Linked DNA regions of Mus musculus: region 1 is linked to region 2. Evidence: chromatin contacts called from public promoter capture Hi-C data. All regions are on one chromosome and are shown on one strand. Each heading gives the region's core, a stretch centred on a gene start, on an enhancer-like site or on the middle of the called end of the contact. The rest is flanking DNA. Distances are from core to core; before and after follow the strand shown.

Region 1 (6,807 bases), core at 3,523-6,022, 1.6 Mb before region 2:
GATTAGAATATGCCCTTAACAAGTACATTAGTTACACTTACCATACTGAATTTCTCCTTAACTAACTTTTTCTTAAGGCTTATTTGTTAATCTTTTTTTATGTGCCTAAGTGTTTCGCCTGCATGTGTGGCTATGTACTATGTGTGTGCCTGGTAACCATGGAGGCTGTGGAAGTTGTCATATCCCCTGGAACTGGATTTAAGGATGTCAGTGAGCCACCAAGTAGATGCTGGGAACTAAACCTGGGCTCTCTGCAAGGATAGCACGTGCTCCTAACCTCTGAAACATCATTTCTCCAGCCCACCTTAACTAAATTTTGACTATATAATTTCTATAATGTTATGTGTAGTTGTTGTTATCCTTATCATATATAAAATATTTATCATGTTTGTATTATTTTTTATAGGTCCCCAGTCTCTTCAGAAGATCATGGTAAGAACATGTCATTTTTATTCTAAATTCTGCACTCAAAATTTCCTGGTCCTTCTAGCTCAGTGTCATAGTTGATCACTATTAAGAAAGTGCATGAAAGATGTTGACGCTGTAGCATTTTAGTGTGAAATGTCAAACAGTTCTGAAAACATAAAGCTGCGGTTCATATCTGGTGTTATTTTCCTATTAGTTGTAAACATTTTGGTTGACAAGCATTGTGAAGTTTAATATCATCTGTGTTTCTATCTGCCATCACAAATGTCTCATAACTTTTGAGGTGAGCATTATTTTCTGTGAGTCAGATTCTCATGTCTAAAATGAGGAGGTGTTACAGGAGAGTCCTGCCTATCCAGACTGGACTTTGTGAGGCCTCATCTCTGTGTTGGCAGAGTGCTTTAAATCTGAAAGGGTCTGGTCAGGGAGTGAGGGAGCTGGTTACTCAGTGAGGTGAATTATTCTTATTCTAAAAGACAGCGGTGTCACTCAAAGGACAAACCATCTGATTATGTCATTTCTAATTTTTGTTCACTTATTCCACAGTCAATCAAATTTGTTTGTTTGGTGTCGGTCATGGGTTCATCAGACCACAGAGTGATGTTTCTCAAACATCTACAATCAGCTTTAGCTGCGGGATTGTTGGTGCCTTTCTTGGGCTTTTGAGATTGTCCCAGTCCCATAACCCACACCTGTAGGTCACCCCTTTCCAGGTTACTGTGTGTATGTAGCATTCTTCAGGATGGCCACTTTGCAGCAGACCAAAACTCGTGATTGGCCTTTTGATGCTTATTTTAAAGCAAGTGCTACTAGGCTCTAAGGATGGAATTTCTATCTTCCTTTGCTGCTTATTTTTTTTATTTCTTTCATTAGCTATTTTCTTAATTTACATTTCAAATGCTATCCCAAAAGTCCCCTATACCCTCCCCTCACCCTGATCCCCTACCCACCCACTCCCACTTCTTGGTCCTGGCGTTCCCCTATACTGGGGTATATAAAGTTTGCAAGACCAAGGATCCTCTCTTCCCAATGATGGCCGACTAGGCCATCTTCTGCTACATATGAGCTAGAGACATGAGCTCTAGGGGTACTGATTAGTTCCTATTGTTGTTCCACCTATAGGGTTGCAGACCCCTTCAGCTCCTTGGGTACTTTCTCTGGCTCCTCCATTGGGGCCCACATCCAATAGCTGACTGTGAGCATCCACTTCTGTATTTGCCAGGCACTGGCATAGCCTCACAAGAAACATCTATATCAGGGTCCACTGCTTATTGTTTTATCTGCCATCTTTCCCCATTCTCCTGTCAATAGCTTGCACTCCAGGCATATGACTCTGTATTTAATTTCTGGGTTACTTGCTTTTTTGCGTCTCCTGCTTTCATTCTTGCTGTCCCCAGAAGGAAACGTCTCTTGCTTTTTTGTCACGTGACAGTTTCTGCTCATCCATTCTCTTCCCTGAAAGCTCTCTGATCCACTTATTATGCCATATATTTTCCCCAAGCTTAACACACTAATCTGATGCTTCCCTTAGCTGGCTCCTCAGACTGCCAATTTCTTTGATATAGTGTCCGACAAAAAGCAAACATTAAAAATGTATTTATTAAGTGAGTGAATTAAGGAAATGGAGAGGGAGTTTTAGGCTCTCTCTCCTGCTGCTACATTATGAAATCTGTCCTAATATTGGAATGAGGTTGTATCATGTTCTCTGTAGAATTGTAGGGAAAATTATGTTCAAGGCCCATTAAGTCAGAATTAGGTAATCAACCACCTAATGGTAAACCATTATTGCATGCTATTTTGCTGATCGTTGCTGGTATGAATAGGGTTTTGATTGTATATTTATAAGTCCTTCAGCTTCCATGTCCAAATGATAAATTAGAAATGTGTATTTGCCTTTAGTTTGAACTATTTTTACCCTTAATAACCTGTCGTTGCTTTTGTCTTTCTAAGCATGAGTCAATTCTCTAATCACAAGGGGGAGGAAATTCTAAATTCACATTCTGCAGTCCATTAGGACTTCTTAAGGGGTTAGGGGAGACCTCTAGGCATATGTCAGAGTCCTTCGAAGATTTGGAAGATGATCCCTATCCAAATGACTTGCTCTTAGAGTTAGGAGTATTTTAACAATTATTATATGTGATTAGTTGAGGAACTACTTTGCAAATTAGATGAATATTACATTTTGGTGAATTCAAAAATGCACTATATATTCATGCCTCTTTGTCTCCTGTAACCTTTAAAGTTTAAACATACATGCTGATTTACCCACACTGCCTAACTGTTCATCATCTACTAGTCTCTGCATCCTTAGGGAAATATTTATGCATGTTTCCTTACTGCTATGATTCTCTACCTGGCACACAGTGTGTTGCCTTACATTTATATATGTTAGGAATTAATATTCACTGTGGCCATCATAAAGCATCTTCAGCGCCACACCATCACCCTTGTGTGACATCTGCATGACATTGCGACACCTCTGGAAGAGAGGTGAATCAAATTGCTCAGGTTTATTCTAAAAGAACTTAGGCACATTGGCAAATGGGTTGTGAAACCAGAACGTGAAACCCTGTCCGTCTCAGTTTTCTCTTTTGTTCTCTTCCCACCAGCAATCCTATTTCCTACAGTCACAGCTGCTGCCTTTGGCTATTCTGAAACAAACATTTATTCTTGCAGAAATCTAACTTAGAGAAGCCCCATAGCCCTGCCGTTTTCCATCCTTACAAGTGCCCCTCAGCATGCTTGAGCACAGCACCCCTGCCCCTTCTCCCTTAGTCTGCCTGTTTGTGCTCTGGGCTCCTCTGCTCTGCTCTGTGTGTCTCCTGGGTAGTTGTGAACTAGAACGGGGAATCATCTGCAGAAATGGCCTTCCAGTTTGTCACAGACACCCAGATAACATGTCCTTATGTTCTTCCATCCAGGCAGTGTCACGGGACGTGTAGATTCACTGATGTTGGCTCCACATAACACAGAGGTTGAGATGTTGGCATTTGCACATAAACCTAGCTACTCAGGAGGCAGAGGCAGGAAAGTCACAGGTTCGGGGACAGTACAGAAAGTGTAATGAGTTTTCTTGTCTAAACAAAGGAACAAACAAACAAAAAACCAAACAAGCAGACAAAACTAAGAAAAGTTATGAGAAATGCACCTCTTTCAACTTTATTTACAAACAATAACTTTTCACTGGGGACCTTTTATTTTTGTACCAGAGCCAAGAAAGAACAAAATGTTTAATATATAATTTGACTTGAAGTCCCCAAGTAAAGAATAGGTTCAGGATTGGATGAGTGGTCATGAAAGATTGCCAACAGCAGGCATAGATGGCACATACATTATTTTTTATTGGATTATTTTATTTACATTTCAAATGTTATCCCTTTTCCCGGTTTCCCCTCTGGAAACCCCCTATTCCACCTCCCTCCCCTTGTTTCTATGAAGGTGCTCCCCCACCAACATACCCACTCCTGATCCCCCGCCCTGGCATTCCTCTGCACTGGGGCATCAAGCCTTCCACAGGACCAAGGCCCTCTCCTCTTATTGATGTCCAACAAGGCTATCCTCTGCTATATACACAGCTGGAGCCATGGGTCGCTCCATGGGTACTCTTTGGTTGGTGGTTTAGTCCCTGGGAGCTCTGGGGGTTCTGTTTGGTTGATATTGTTGTTCTTCCTATGGAGCTGCAAACCCCTTCAGCTGCTTCAGTCCTTTCTAACTCCTCAGTTTTCAGAGTAGAAGATAAAGTGAATTTAGTACTTCCTCAGAACTGTGCTGACACACTGTAACTGCATTTGTGTTCATTGTTAATAGGTAACAACCTACAGGGCATGTTATAGCTTTATAGCTGGGGGAATAAGTCCTTAAATAAATGCCTTGATATCACATAGCTACTAAATGGTCGAGTTAATTTAGTCCTAGATTCAATATCGAAACTATTCTGTTTTAACTTCACCACATTATTGGGAAAACAAAGAAATGATTGTCAGCATTAAGGTAAAATTGACAGAATTATTGAGAAGGGAAAAAAAGTTCCTCTCCTCTAACAAGAGTTTATTTACTGCTGTGTAAGTAATTTCTTTTTAATGACAAAAGAAAACTGAACAACAAAAAAAAAAATAACAACTTCTCCCTCCTGCTGGGAATGATTTGTCCCTGTAGAAAAAGTGAAATACCGATGTCACATTTTCTCATAATTAGTTAGCTGAGTGAAACCGAAGCTTCAGGGAAGCCTGCCATGGGAGTCTCTGGGGGAACATTACGTTTTAATGCAACATCTGGAAGCTGGAGTCCCACTCCCTGTCAGAAGATAAGCTTGGCAGTGATTGATGGCCCTGTCCTCCGAGTTTCCTCTCCATTTAGGGCCTCACACTTCATCATTTCCATTGCTCCTGGAATCACCTCCTCCTGCCCGGACAGCTTCTCTAGCCCTCAGCTCTTGGGTCCTTTGTGCTCTTAGCTTGTTGATTTTCCAAGCCTCTCAGAATGCTGTTCTGACAGCCGTCATCTGTGTGAGCATACAAAGATGTTTTCCAATGAGTGTCTGTCTTGGTACAGAATGGAAAAGAGTCTTGCCAGTCCATGTATCTGAGGAATTAGTATCCAAAATATATAAAGAACTAAACAACATCAACAACAACATTTTAAAAGAAAGAATGAATTGACCTATTTAAAAAATGGGCCTCGGAGCCAAACAGAATTTTCAAAAGAATGGTGCACCATAAAAATCATCACTAGATACTTTTAAAAGAGCACCAAAAATCTATTTCATTCCTCAGCAGCATCTAAATTGGACACACACACACACACACACACACACACACACACACACACACTCCTGAACATTCAACAGTCATGGGTCTCATGTCTGTGGTCATTTTTTTTTTTTTTTTTTTTTTTTTTTTGGCCACAGTAAATAGCTAACAAGGATGGCAGTGACCATGCTGGAAAATGTAATGACCATGGTCACAAACATCACATCTGTGGGTCGGGATGGACATTGACTGTACTTTATAGTATTGTCAATAACACATCCAATGATCTGGTACAAAATTCTTTGGAATATCAAAATCTATCCCTTGCTAACTCAATTTTTTGGGTTTTGTTTGTTCGTTTGTTTGTTTCAATTTTACATTTGTTATTTTCTGTGTGTGTGTGTGTGTGTGTGTGTGTGTGTGCATGTGCATGCACGTGTGTACTGCTGCATGCCACAGTGTACAAGTGGAGGCCAGAGGACACCTTGCAGGAGTCAGTTCTTTTCCTCTGCTATGTGAGTTCCAGGAGGTGAGCTTCCTGTGTCAGGCTGGGTCTTAGGCATCTCTACCTGCTGGGCCATCTCATCAGTCCTTAGCTCAGTTTCCTCATCTTTCTTTGTACTTGTGAATGAACACAGGGTCTCTATGTATTCTAGGCAGGTAGCCCACCACTAAGCTGTGTTCCTTTTCCTCTTTTGTTGCTTCCTGTTTTACCCATTTGGCCTTGGGTAAAGGCTAAACTGACTCTATAGCCCAGGTAGGCGTGGAACTACAATCTGAGTCTCAGTCTGAATAACTAGGATTCTAGGACTGTGCTATTAGGTTTGATCACTTTCTTTTCTTTCTTTCTTTCTTTTTTATTTGATATTTTCTTTATTTACATTTCAAATGCTATCCCAAAAGTTCCCTATACCCTCTCCCACCCTGCTCCCCTACCCACCCACTCCCACTTCTTGGCCCTGGCATTCCCCTGTACTGGGACATATAAAGTTTGCAAGACCAAGGATCCTCTCTTCCCACTGATGGCCGACTAAGCCATCTTCTGCTACATATGCAGCTAGAGACACGAGCTCTGGGGTTAATGGTTAGTTCCTATTGTTCCACCTATAGGGATGCAGACCCCCTCTAGCTCCTCCCCTGGGGACCCTATGTTCTATCCTATAGATGGCATCCACTTCGGTATTTGCCAGGCACTGGCATAGCCTCACTCGAGACAGCTATATCAGGGTCCTTTCAGCAAAATCTTGCTGGCATGTGCAATAGTGTCTGGACTTGGTGGCTGATTATGGGATGGATCGCCGGGTGGGGTAGTCTCTGGATGGTCCATCCTTTTGTCTTAGCTCCAAACTTTGTCTCTGTAACTCCTTCCATGGGTGTTTTGTTCCCTATTCTAAGGAGGAATGAAGTATCCACACTTTGGTCTTGCTTCTTCTTGATTTTCTTGTGTTTTGCAAATTGTATCTTGGGTATTCTAAGTTTCTGGGCAAATATCCACTTATCAGTGATTGCATATCTAATGACTCTTTTTTTGTGATTGGGTTACCTAACTCAGGATGATATCCTACAGATCCATCCATTTGCCCAAGAATTTCATAAATTCATTGTTTTTAATAGCTGAGTAGTACTCCATTAT
Region 2 (6,720 bases), core at 3,686-6,185:
TCACCCTCTCCCAAGCCTGCTGGGAGCAGGAGAGTCCAACTCCTCCCTGGGCTCCCTTCTGTTCCCAGACTGCTACCCACTGGGCCTGAACATGGCTGACCATCTACTTACTAAGCCAGAGCAAATGTGCATGCCTATCCTTCAAATCCCTTCAAGGCCAGACTCTAGGGGAGAAGATAAGGAAAATACTAACCACTCCCTCCATAAGGCTCCACGTCTTCTCCTTCTATGCAATGTAACCAGTGAGCAAATAAGATACCCTCTCCAGGCAACATTCCATTCTAGAATATTCCTTCTGGTACCATACCAACCCCCACCTTCCACTTCTCTAACCTCTAAGGATCTAAGACAGACAGACAGACACGCAGACAGACAGATGGACACACACACACAGAATCTATCAGTCTGGGTAGGCTAATTACTACAACAAGCACCTCAGTGAACGAACACAATGACAGTTTCACATTTGCTCACATTTAATAGCTGCTCATCTAAGCTGAGCCATGACTACACAGGGGACTTTCATTTGCTTTCTAAGCTATATTTTCTGCTTTCTAAGTCACAGTTCTTTAAGGAACCGTAGCTTGCACATTTTTTATGGAAGCAAGAGTTCTCCTCGGTTCTTCTTTACAGTTTGGAGTATAAGGAACAGATCCCAAAGTGCACTGTGTGAACCCCACAAAGTTGGCAGAGATCCGGTCCGTCATGTTCAGTCAGTGCCGCCATTAGCGGGCCTAACCCTTTCTCCACTGACACGCTGCTCTGGCAAGCAGAGCTTCCGGCCTCACAGACACATGGAAGCTGAATTGCCCAAAGGATTCTTGCGCCTGGCAGAGAATACTCTGCGCACATGGACATTGCAGGAGGACATTCTGGCCTGGCCTGGCCTGACACAAGACTACACGTATCACTGAGTCACTGATGATGGCAGTCCTAGCGGGATGAATGGATGCGTCGTCTGCCTTGGAGGCCAGCACTCTGTGACTCCATCTGTGCTTCTGTTGTCAAACCAAATTACCTCACTTATGGATTTAAAATAGAATCCAGACCAAAGGTGCTGGCTGTGTAGACAGGGAGGGAGGATTCAGTAGACGCGATTCTGGGTACCAAGCCAGAAGAGAAGGCTGGAAGCTGACACAGGCATTCCCACTGTTCAAAACCTGTGGCTTCTTTCTACATTCCTTTGCTCATTCATTCAACACTTTACCTACAGACTGAATGGGTCTATTCCCTTGGGCATGTCTGACTCCCGTGGACCATGTCACCAAACCCGCTTGCCTTTTGGCTGCCATTTAGGTCAGGGTATCAGGAGGCAAGAGGTATAAACAGGAAGTTGAAAGGAGAGAGTCTGAAGAGTAACAGCAGGAAAATCGCAAAACATGAGGTTGCCCAGCTTTAGAGCCAATCAGAGCTGAGGTTGCCCAGCTTTAGAGCCAATCAGAGCTGAGGTTGCCCAGCTTTAGAGCCAATCAGAGCTGAGGTTGCCCAGCTTTAGAGCCAATCAGAGCTGAGGTTGCCCAGCTTTAGACCAATCAGAGCTGAGGTTGCCCAGCTTTAGAGCCAATCAGAGCTGAGGTTGCCCAGCTTTAGAGCCAATCAGAGCTGAGGTTGCCCAGCTTTAGAGCCAATCAGCAAACATCCAAGGAAGCCCTATTCTCTCAAGGTCCTTTGGACAATCCTTTAGATTTATAAAATAAGTTCTATGAGCAAGCATGACACCAGAAGCCGGCTAGTATCAGAGCCAGGAGAACTAACTTCATAAGATGCAATCGTGTGCTGGGTCAGCTCCTACCATGCAGGATGCCCAAGAGCCCATTGTTAGAATTTCAGAAACTTGAAAGCTGCTTTCTAAACCACTTAGTAGCTTCAGGTCAGCCTTAGTGGGAGTATGTTCATCAGAGAAATTGGCAGGCAAACTAGGTTTTCTCCCCAGTCCCTGAGAACGGATTAACCAACCCTCTATTTAAGGGTTCTAGAAACAGAAGGCTGTGAGGCCGGTTAGAGGAGTCATTTTGCATGCATAATCTCATAGGCTCAGGCTGAAGCCCCAGGTCTCCTAACAGAGTGACCTTCGGTAGATTTTTTTGACCCCTCTGAGCCTGTTTCTTATTGTGTCTATAGTGTCTATGCGCTGAATACAGAGTCTGTAGCAGGTATTGGTCTCAGCTCTTACACATATTAATTCCATTCCTAATAGCATTCTTCAGAAAGGAAACTACCTGTCTCCTCGTTCTGCAGAGAGGGAAATGGAGGCAAAGGTTGGGTGGAGGAACCACACTAAGACTTCACAGCTAGTAGCTGTCAGAATAACAAGAGCAGGCAGCCTGCCCCTGAGCTTTGCCTGGCTTCCAGCCCTGCACTGCCTGATCCGGTGGTCACTGGCCACCCCACACTACAGAGAGCTTCATCTTGGTTGACTGATATTGAGGATACAATCACATGTCGCAGACTGCACACAGCCTGGTTTCTGCTCTACTGCAGCCAGGCTTCCCTTAAAGTCTTGCCATCATCCTTTAGGAGGTGTTAAACTTACAAGAGGGTTTGGCTTGAGTTTCTAATTCAACAAAGAAAAATAATAAACTGTTTATTATTTGGAACCGAAAGGTTCCTGAAACTGATATCTGAAACAGCGATGTGTCTGAAGACAGCAGCACAGCCAGGTAGAACTCAATTAGCAAGCAGATTGCTCTTTGAGCCACCTGCACTGTGTGGGAAATGTGGTCTCCTTTGAATGGGGAGTAGCCGTGGTCCTCGCTTGTGCATTGTCTATAAGATGTTTATACGTGTACAAAAGTTTTGTCGTGATCTGAGACTGGAGGCCTTTACTTTTAAACTTTAATTTCAATTTTCTAAACAAGTAGTAACACAATGGGGCCACTTCCTGCTTACAGTGAGTGTTAGAAGCTTCGATTTGTGTGCATTGCGTGTGTGGTTTCTCAGACCCGGAATATTCAGGGGTGAAGAGGGGTGGCAAGAACTACGCATGAGCCGTGAAAATAGTCATTAATGGAATTAGTCTTTCACCCCTGCCTCTTAGGACTTTTATCAACCATTAAATGCAACAACTCCCAAAAGAAGAAAGTGTGATATGAGACACATTTAAGACGTCAAAGACTTTTGTATGGTGTGTGTGTGTGTGTGTGTGTGTGTGTGTGTGTGTGTGTGTGTGTGATATGTCTTGTTAGCACTTACTGATTGTAGAAATGATATTTCGAATATGGTAAATTAAGTACAATGAGATGTAACTACACCTGTTTCTTTTATTTTAAGGGGGTTTCTAGAATTTGTAACCACATACGTCTGCAGGGAGCACTGCTCCATACTGACCTCCTCATTGTAAACTTTGACCAGTTAACACAGGTGATGAGTCTAACACTAAACCTGAAACATGCTAAACACCCGAGGGCCATTATCTATATTAGTGACATCAGTGGCTTTCTCTGATTAGCAGGGAGCTCCAATGGAAGTATAAGGGACCGCATGGTGTCCACTCTGGTAGTCCACTTATCCTGACCACTGTCTCCACAGGCTAGAAAGCCGTAACAGTAAGAGATTCTTCAAAGTTCTCCAAGCTTTCATAGTCTCCTCTAGAGGTAAGGGAAGGGGGCACATAATTAGAGACATAGCATGCCTACAACTGTGCTTCTATGTGTGTATGCCTGTACATGTCTGGGGAGCGAGTGAGCATTGCCTGTGCATGCATGTGAGAGCGATGTCAGGTGTCTTCCTTAATCCTGCTCCACCGTACAAACCTGAAATTTAACCAATTCATGTAGCGAGTCCGGTCGGCAGGCCTGGGGATCCTCCTGTCTCTGCCTCCCCAGCTGAGGACTGAGATTACAAACAGATGCTGCTGTGCTGGTTACTTCCTGAGTACTGGGGATCACGCTCACACAGCAAGCTCTTTAACAACTGAGCCGTCTCCCAGTACTTTTTAAATGATGATGGGAAAATACTGCCATTCTGCTAGACATAAAAGGATTTGGTCGCTGATCTGGGCACAGTACAGAGAGGTTCAGTGGCCCCAAGGGTCAGGTTGCAAGCTGCTTGGTCCCCAGTATAATAGGGTGAAAAAGTATATAGAACCCTCTCGATAGAGAGCAGGGCTTGGTGCAAAGTAACTAGCTCATTGGGGCATTGTCCCTGGAAGGGGTTAATGTAGTTCTTTGGGGACCCTGGTTAGTTACCTTGAAAGGTTTTTGCAAACAGAGAAAACCTGACCCCCGAAGGCTTCCTAGATCAGCATGAAATCTCTTCCCTGCAAACATTCCCACTGAGGTGTCTTCTGCCATCAGATCTTAGTCAGAACTGTGCAAGAAGCCAGTGTCATGCTCTTGACCCTCAAGAAGAATATGCTAATTAGACCTCTTCTCTTTAAAAACTCTGTGGAAAGCACCCAATGGATCATGGATGTGAACAGGAGCTCAGCTTCCCAGCCTCCTGCATAGACTCACAAGGTTCCCAAAAGCAATACCTATTCTCCAAGGCCACCTGCCCACTCTGCTCCTCACAACCTACCAATGCCCCACCTACCCAGAAGCTAGGAAAGGCGCCAGACCCCAAGACCCACAAGTCTAGCTCCAGGGAACGATAGCAGGAACACCCCACCCTAGTACCACAATGACTGTGCTGTCCTACAGGCAACTCTGAGCTCCACCAGCCCCACCGTCTGCCAGGCAACCTCCCAGCTCTTCCTCCAGCCCGCAGTCCTGGCTCTGAAGTAGTATGTGTGGACAGGGAAAACAGCCAACTTCTCGCCGGGCTCTCTAACAAGTTCCGCGGGTCTGTTTGTTAAAGAAAAATTCCAGTGGGCGCATCCAACACATGGAACTCAAGTACAGAAATTATATTTATCCAGCCCACTGCCAAAGAGATCACATGCCCCGTGAGTCACTCCAGATGTGCTCAAAAACAGAGCCTCTGTGTGGAAGCCTGGTCCCCTAATCCCAGAGAGAGTTAGGTTAAGAGAGGTACCAACTTCTGTCCCACCCAAGAGGCTGCATCCGCCTCCATCCTGTGGAGCCAGGGAGAGGCCCTTGCTTTCCTTATAGACAAGAAAGGGCAGTAAGAACTCTGTCCTCTCGCTGAGAAGAGCAGGGGTCCACCTGCAGCCCCTGGGGTCCCGCAGGAATAGAAGGTCAGCTTGTCTCCCTCCTGGAAGATGTCCTGGAAGGCGCTGACGATTCTGCTGGTATTCTCCAGCACCCAGGCCACTGCGTCCTGCAGGTGGAGCAGGGGTGAGTTGTTTTGAATTCTTGTGTTTCTCTGGTGCTCATTCATCTTTCTTGAATAGAATTGTGGCAGTGGAGTAGAGTTAGAGGGAGGAAGGAATTAAAAGCCCCGTGCCTGCTTCATACGCCAACTTTGCCAGTGCTCTATGGTCCCTCTTGGTAAAAGGTGATAGGAAATACCCGGTGGAAGAGCATCGAAGCAGCCAATTTGGGAGCCCGATGGAGGTTGAGAAGCCATCGGGTTGCTCCTGCTGGTGAGCCAGAAAGAACTCTTGGGTGTTTCGGAGGATGGGTAAGGGTTCTCTGCAGATCCCTGCCTGCTGCTGCTGGGACAGACCCCCCGAGAGAAGGTATCAAACTCAGCTGCCTGTGTGATGGAATGGTGGCCACTGGGACTAACGCAGAGAGTTCTTGGCCACACTGGCTAAGAATGAGGTCTCCAGGATGCTATGGGTGTGCATTTTGGCAGCCAGGTAGAGCTGTGTGGTGGTGAGTGAGAGGGGAAAAAAAAAAGAACATTTAGGGCATCCACCCAGTGTGCTTGGCCCCTGTCATTCACATCAAGCCTCCATGGAAAGAAACCGGTGTGTGCAAAAGCTTTACTCTCATGCTGATTGATATCTTCTCTCTCAGATGCCGCTTCTGAGAACAAAGGTGGCATCTTTACTCTGGTCTGGCTGCACTTGGCAGTCACCGGGGACATATCAGGCCAGCTAGTTTATTACTATCAGGAAATGAAGAGCTGGGGGGTGTTATCCACTCCATGCCAGTCTGAGGAGAAATCTTCCCGCTGCCTACATTCAAATGAGTTCACGTCCCCAGAAAGACCTAGAAATCCAGCGTTCCCTCAAGTCAATCCAGACGCTCTTTATAGAGACCCCTAAGGGCATGAGGATTGGTATGGGGACATGAATGAACCCCTCCTTCTCAGGGACTATGTCAGGGAGGGAAAGGGAGGCCTGAGCGGCAGAGGAGAAGCACTTGCAATGGAAGAGAGGGGCTCGAAGCCCTTATTAATCCTCCTTGTGCTTAAGCCTGATCTTAGGGACTGGCTGGGACATAAGTGTTGCTGAGGTGCAAACAACACACAATGCAGACATTTCACACACATTCACACACACACACACACACACACACACACACGCATGCACACACACACATGCCTACCTGCCATTGTGCTGTCTTTAAGGGCAGCACTTCGGGGTGGAAAGCAGAGAGGTCTTAGAAATGGATTCTGTCACTTACGTTCATCGCACTAGGAGCACAACTTAATTTGCCAAAGGAGACAACGGCATGTTCTCTTCTTAAGGCTCCAGCTGTCAGGAAGCCAAGAGGGCACTGGGCGTTCAAGAAGGCTCGTAAACACCCCTGCAAGGACTCAGAGACTGCAGTGCTTTCTCTAACAAGCCACCTGCGTGATCTCTGGCAGGTTCCTAGCTTCTCTGGATGTTGTTAGCAAGTAGCATCCTAGCAATCACAAGACATGCCC

Evidence for each region. Promoter capture Hi-C pulls out the DNA fragments that hold promoters and counts their contacts.
Region 1: a promoter capture Hi-C map of the 3T3-L1 cell line shows a contact between it and region 2, with 6 times the contacts expected there. The contact joins the enhancer-like site here to the promoter of Fam180a in region 2. A contact is called at or near these places in 6 of 39 promoter capture datasets (the 3T3-L1 cell line, cranial neural crest, hippocampal neurons and 2 more).

Annotation. Positions count from the first base shown.
Region 1 is chr6:36,888,401-36,895,207 of GRCm38.p6, reverse strand. Dgki (diacylglycerol kinase, iota) reads left to right here. Exons shown (of 34, transcript NM_001081206.2): 29 at 407-432. Among named protein-coding and RNA genes, the nearest start is that of Gm52857, 12 kb to the left of the region's middle. Within about 2 kb of position 4,772, at least 37 of the 459 cell types and tissues checked have an H3K27ac peak or open chromatin away from gene starts, as enhancers often do.
Region 2 is chr6:35,324,356-35,331,075 of GRCm38.p6, reverse strand. Fam180a (family with sequence similarity 180, member A) reads left to right here and starts at 4,935. Exons shown (of 3, transcript NM_173375.2): 1 at 4,935-5,237. The coding sequence starts at 5,162. It overlaps 1700065J11Rik (RIKEN cDNA 1700065J11 gene), which reads right to left and starts at 230. Exons shown (of 3, transcript NR_040526.1): 1 at 194-230.